2 separate regions of the Gossypium hirsutum genome follow, and region 1 is linked to region 2. A link is a contact called in public Hi-C data. All regions are on one chromosome and are shown on one strand. The core of a region is the stretch at or near the end of the contact, and the rest is flanking DNA. Distances in the headings are between cores, read along the strand shown.

Region 1 (2,833 bases), core at 264-2,763, 280 kb before region 2:
TTGTAAGAATAGAATCAAAAGAGGAACCGGTTTAATTTTCAATTTGCGGTTCAATTGAATAATTCAATCACTTCAAAAATTAAAATTAATTCAAAAAAGTATTAGCAAATGCTAGATAAGAAGAATTAAAAAATATATATTCACAAACAAAACAAAGATAAAAAATCAACGGAAATATAATTAAAAACTTTAGTTTTTTCAATGCTCAATTTTTTATTATTATCTTTTATCGATTCAAAAAATGTATAATTATTTTCAATTATATGTCATCAGTTCAATCAGTTGGACCATCAATTTTTGATTCAGTCGGTTCAATGTAGCTCATAATATTAAGATTTTAACCAAAAAAAAAAAAACTAGAAAATCATTGTCTAAAAAAATGAATAAATAAATTTTGATAAAGTGATGGACATTATTTTTCTCATTTGCATACATTAATGTCTAATATGATATATATATATAATATATATAAAAGGTGTACTATGATTTAAGAATAATGTTATAGATATATTGGTTGAAGTATCATATACTTGCTTGGTAAGATAGATTCAACTAAATTTAGATTGAGTTTTATTTAAGGTTTTTAAGTATAAGTTCAATTAGGTCACATCCAAAATATTAGGTAATTAATAAAATTATTTTAATCTAATTTTAAATAAATTTCAATTTTTCAATCTTTTATTTTTTTAAAAATTAAACCTTTATATAAAATTATAGAAAGCAATTGAATTTAATTCAACTTCATCCATAAATAGATATGATAATAACTCACACTCTTTATTATCATTTAAAAATTTTCTTTAAGAATTGAACAAAATTCATTAGGTGGGTCCATTAATCCAATTTAATTAATGTAATATTTATAGGTTTAATTATGAAATTGACCCCAAAATTATATCAATTTTCTCAATTATGTATCAAAAGTTTTTTTATTTATCAAAAGTGATATATAGACTATTAATTTTGTTTCATTGTACTTAAAACGTGTATGACGTCTAATAAGAATATGTCAAATGCTGCATTCTTATTGATAGATATAGTGTTTTGAGTTAAAATGAGGCGAGATTAATAATTTAGTACTACTTTTGTCAAAAAAAGCAACATAATTTGAGGGTTAAATTTGTATTTAAGCCATATTTACATGATCACATTTAATGAAAAAATAAATTAAAAAAAGGAATATACTCTTTTCTAGACAAAGATTTTCTTTACAATCCAAGTGGCAGATTTTGAGTGGCTCACGGTTGCTCCCCAGTTAAGCACGGGGCCAAGTACTCCACCTGAAAGAGGAACAAAATCGAAGAGACACCACTGACTTGTGGAACCCACTACATCTCTTCCACCACCTTATCCAATCATATTCTTACACGTCACAACCCAAACCCCGCATGATAAAATCACAATCATTCCCTCTCAACGTGGCAAATTATGATTGGTTACACTTCCTCATAACACCGAATCTCCCGCAGTTAATTAAATCCCCTAAAAAACAAAATTTTCATCTTTCTGAAAGAGAGTCAAAGAAATAATGACCAGTGCAAAATAAATAAGTAATTAAAAAAAATAAACACTGGAAAGCAGAAAGTAGAAACAGATCCAAAAAATCTTTATTTTAAAAAAAAATCTTAAATTTCTTGAAATTCTTCAAATCTAAAAGGAGAAAAAAAAAGGGTAGTTGAATTTTACTGTTATCAGCTTTTTATAGCTGAAATTTGTTGACTGTGCCACAATTTGTGGGACTTAAGTCTTAATTTTTAAAAAAAAAATCATTGCAAGCTTTGCTTTTTTTTTTGGGGGGGGGTCATAAAGAAAGTTGGGTCACACACATTTCATTACTACATTCTCTGAATTAATCTCTCAGAAATTTTTTTTAGGGTTTTGTGTTTGGATGGAGATAAAGTGTGAGAAAATGTGGGAATGCGAGGGGAAGGGAGAGGAGATATGAGTGAACTATGGGGTGTGTGTTTGGGAGAGAGGTTTCAGGGAGACCGGTAGGGAGGGAAGAAAGGAAGAGAGAGGAAGTTGGTAGGGTTTCCAAAAGGTCGGAGAAGGGTGAAGAGGTTGTTAGAGATGGAAGTAACAGCCAGAGGGTGGAGGAGGAGAAGGCGGAGGAAGAAGAAGCAGCTGCTGCCGCCACCGCTGCAGCGAAAGCAAGAGCGAAAAGGCGGTCTTCACGGCCGAATCCACGGCTGAGTAACCCACCCAAGCACGTCCACGGCGAACAAGTCGCCGCCGGCTGGCCATCTTGGCTGTCTATCGTCGCCGGTGAAGCCATCAGCGGCTGGACTCCTCGCCGTGCTGATTCTTTTGAGAAGATTGATAAGGTGCCTTAACTTCTTCTCATAGCCTCATTTATGTATTTATTAGTAGTATTTTGCTCCTATGTAATTACTTACATAGCTTTGTGAATTTGACTGTTTAGATTGGTCAAGGAACATACAGTAATGTGTACAAAGCTAGGGATACTTTGAGTGGGAAGATTGTTGCATTAAAGAAAGTTCGTTTCGATAATTTGGAGCCGGAAAGTGTTAAGTTCATGGCTAGGGAGATTAAGATTTTACGCCGATTGGATCATCCTAATGTGATAAAATTAGAAGGATTGGTGACTTCGAGAATGTCATGTAGTTTGTATCTTGTATTTGAGTATATGGAGCACGATTTGGCCGGACTCGCTGCTAGTCCGGCTATAAAGTTCACCGAGTCTCAGGTAAAATAAATACTTTTTCTTCCTTATTGCTTATGCTGGTTTTGAATTAAGTTATGGATAGAGTTTTGATTTCTGCTGATATGGACAGGTAAAATGTTATATGCATCAGTTGTTATCGGGGCTCGA
Region 2 (2,898 bases), core at 310-2,809:
TCTGTTGTTGCAATTGAAATTCCACGTTAACATCCTAGCGATGGTAATTTTTTTAAATAGATTTAACAATTTAATTAATGGATGTACCAAGTTGAGAAAAATAACCTAATTTAAATATCATTTGTTATTTAAAAAATTTACATACTAATATGAGAAAAAGGATATAATTAAGGTGCTGAATTAAAATTTTAAAAAATCATAATATTTAATTTAAAATTATTAGTTGAAAAGTGTATAAATTAGAAGATGCGGTAATTATTCATTTCAAAATAATTATGTTGGGCATTGGGGGTTTGGATACCTATGCTGGGCATTGGGGGTTTTCAGAATGGGGCCTGGTGGACTTAGGTCTTTTTGGTTTTTTGGGCTAGGTTTAGGCTTTTGTTTTTATAGGATTTGTGAACCCAATTTTGATTTTTGTTTTATTGGGTTTTCGTAATTTTCAACGGGCTAGGACCCATTTTATAATAAAAGTCTCAGAGTTTATTTCAAAAAAAATTATAATTTTTATTTAAAAAATTATAATTTAATAAAAGTTGTGATAGTTATACATTTAAAAATAATCATAGTTTAATTTATAAATATTATTTTAAAAATTTTAATTTAAATAAATTTTTGTTAATTTTAAAATAGAAATATTACTTGAATATAACTCTAAGCGTAAAATATGGTGTAAATATCAAATTTATACATTAATTTTTGCCCAATGTGCAATTATATGTCTAAAAATTGAATTCTAGTTCATATGTATACATGAACTTTGATTTTGATTCAATTGTACACATTTAAAGAAATGAATACATATATTTATTTTCATATTGGATTAATATAATTGTTTGAGTGTGGAATATATCAATAAAATGATGTTAATTCGATAATATTATCAGTGATTTGTGAAAATTAAATCAAATTAGTATTTCATATATAGAATTAAAACAAATTATAAACACAACTAAGTATTATATTAAAGTTAAGTAATTTATCCTACCAAAAAAAAAGTTAAAGGTAAATTAGTAGCGTTTAGATTTAAAAAAAATAATTTTATTATAAGTTTTGATTATATTTATTTTTTTGATACAATGTCTAGGACTATTCATAACCCCTCCTTAATCTATAAATAGGAGGATAATGCGCTTCAGTACATTCGAACCCATGTTCTCCTGTATTAACAACAATGCCCATACTAATCGAATCAAGACTCAATCGGCACAGTTTAGATTTATTAGTCACAAAGTAGATGGTAACTCAATTAAAAAAATAATTATAAATTATATTCACATTTAAGTATTATTATAAGATTAAAGTAAAGTTGTAGGACATGTAAATATATTATAATTTAATTTAAAATTATTAATTAATATTTAAATGTAAAATAGCAATGAAAATTTATTTTCTAAATAAATTGGTGTATATAGGTAAAACAATTTGATAATTAGCCCAGCGCGAACACCTAGGCATTTGGCCCAAGAATTAAATACAATACAAAAGCACTGAAGGGGTAAATGCGTAATTTGCATTAGAAGAAACTCGGCACATGCGAGTTAAAAAGTACGTGTCTGGGAAGAACCTTTTGTTTACACTTTGTTTTTCTCATTCCTGCAAAACCAAAAAAATCTCTCTATTTTTCCTCTTTCCTTTTTCTTTTTTAAATTAAAGAAGTTTCATTCTTTACATGTAGCTGACCTTTAAGCTCTTCGATATTGGAACAGGTAATTTTATTTATTTTTTTGTTTTTCTAACCATTTTTCCTTCATTTAGGGTTTCGTTTTCTTTTTGTTCGCCGCTGAAATAGAATTTCCGCAGAAAGGAACGAACATTTTCTCGAGAAACAAACAGATTTTTTTTGTTGAAATCCACAGTACTGTGTCGGATAAGATAGTATGGGAGCTTAATTTTCTGATTTTCAGCTTTGGATATTCTTCCATGAGAAATATGTGTTACTGAACCAGGACATCTTAAGTCTCCGTCCCTTTATCAGTGCTTTGGTGTTTTAATTTATTGATCTTGAGCTTGTTTATGATTACATGTGGGACCGAAATTTTGTTTTTTTTTCTAAGGAATCAGATGACTGTTGGAAATTACTATTGTTATCCAAGTGCAAAATTGGTGTGAGAAAGCAGAGATTGAAATTTTTGCTTGATTATTGGCTATTGATTTTGTAGCTCATAGGAGGAGATGGCGTCTTCTTCACATAATGTGGAGTTAGAGGCGGCAAAGTTTCTGCATAAGCTCATACAAGATTCTACAGATGAGCCTTCAAAGCTGGCAACAAAACTTTACGTGGTATGGGTACTTTTTTGGGTCAATTAAGTGGTATTTATTGTGCGGTAGTAACAGAGTTAGCTCTAAGTTTTAATATCATTTATGTGGAAGCTGATTCTTATTATTTACGAATGTTTTAGATATTGCAACACATGAAATCTAGTGGGAAGGAACATTCAATGCCATTTCAAGTAATATCAAGGTGACGCATGGTTTGAGACTTTGAGGTTCATTAAATCTTCATATAAAATACATTGGATCTTGTAACCTAGTGAGAGAATGTGCCGAAGTTATTTCATCTAGATGGAGATAGCAATTTGGCGAATGAGTTAATTCAGATAATGGTGGATTTAATAAATAAATTTGATTGATTGCGCATTGTTTGCTTTGATCATCAATTGACACCTTAAGTCTAGTAATCTAGTTTTGATTACCTTTAAATGGATGGAAGATCATTTATTTTCTAGCTTTTGAATTATAGTAAATGTGTTTAAATTTAACGTTGTTCATGTATGTGACAATTGCTGTTTAAATTTATATATCTCACTCCAGAATTTCATGGTTAAATTTTCTAGCTTGAACTGAAGTGTACTCTAACCTAAATTTCAAATTACAACTGGTATATCTTTATTCTCC

The links. Hi-C and Micro-C count contacts between places; a contact is called where the count stands out from the background.
Region 1: a contact with region 2 is called in a Hi-C map of leaf, with 2.2 times the contacts expected there. The contact joins the promoter of LOC107913646 here to the promoter of LOC107915615 in region 2. A contact is called at or near these places in 2 of 34 Hi-C or Micro-C datasets (leaf and seedling).

What each region holds. Positions count from the first base shown.
Region 1 is chrD10:48,433,272-48,436,104 of Gossypium_hirsutum_v2.1, reverse strand. It overlaps LOC107913646 (probable serine/threonine-protein kinase At1g54610), which reads left to right and starts at 1,513. Exons shown (of 7, transcript XM_016842296.2): 1 at 1,513-2,324; 2 at 2,423-2,707; 3 at 2,796-2,833. The coding sequence starts at 1,953.
Region 2 is chrD10:48,154,011-48,156,908 of Gossypium_hirsutum_v2.1, reverse strand. It overlaps LOC107915615 (chromatin structure-remodeling complex protein SYD), which reads left to right and starts at 1,559. Exons shown (of 33, transcript XM_041102420.1): 1 at 1,559-1,709; 2 at 2,163-2,283; 3 at 2,403-2,464. The coding sequence starts at 2,176.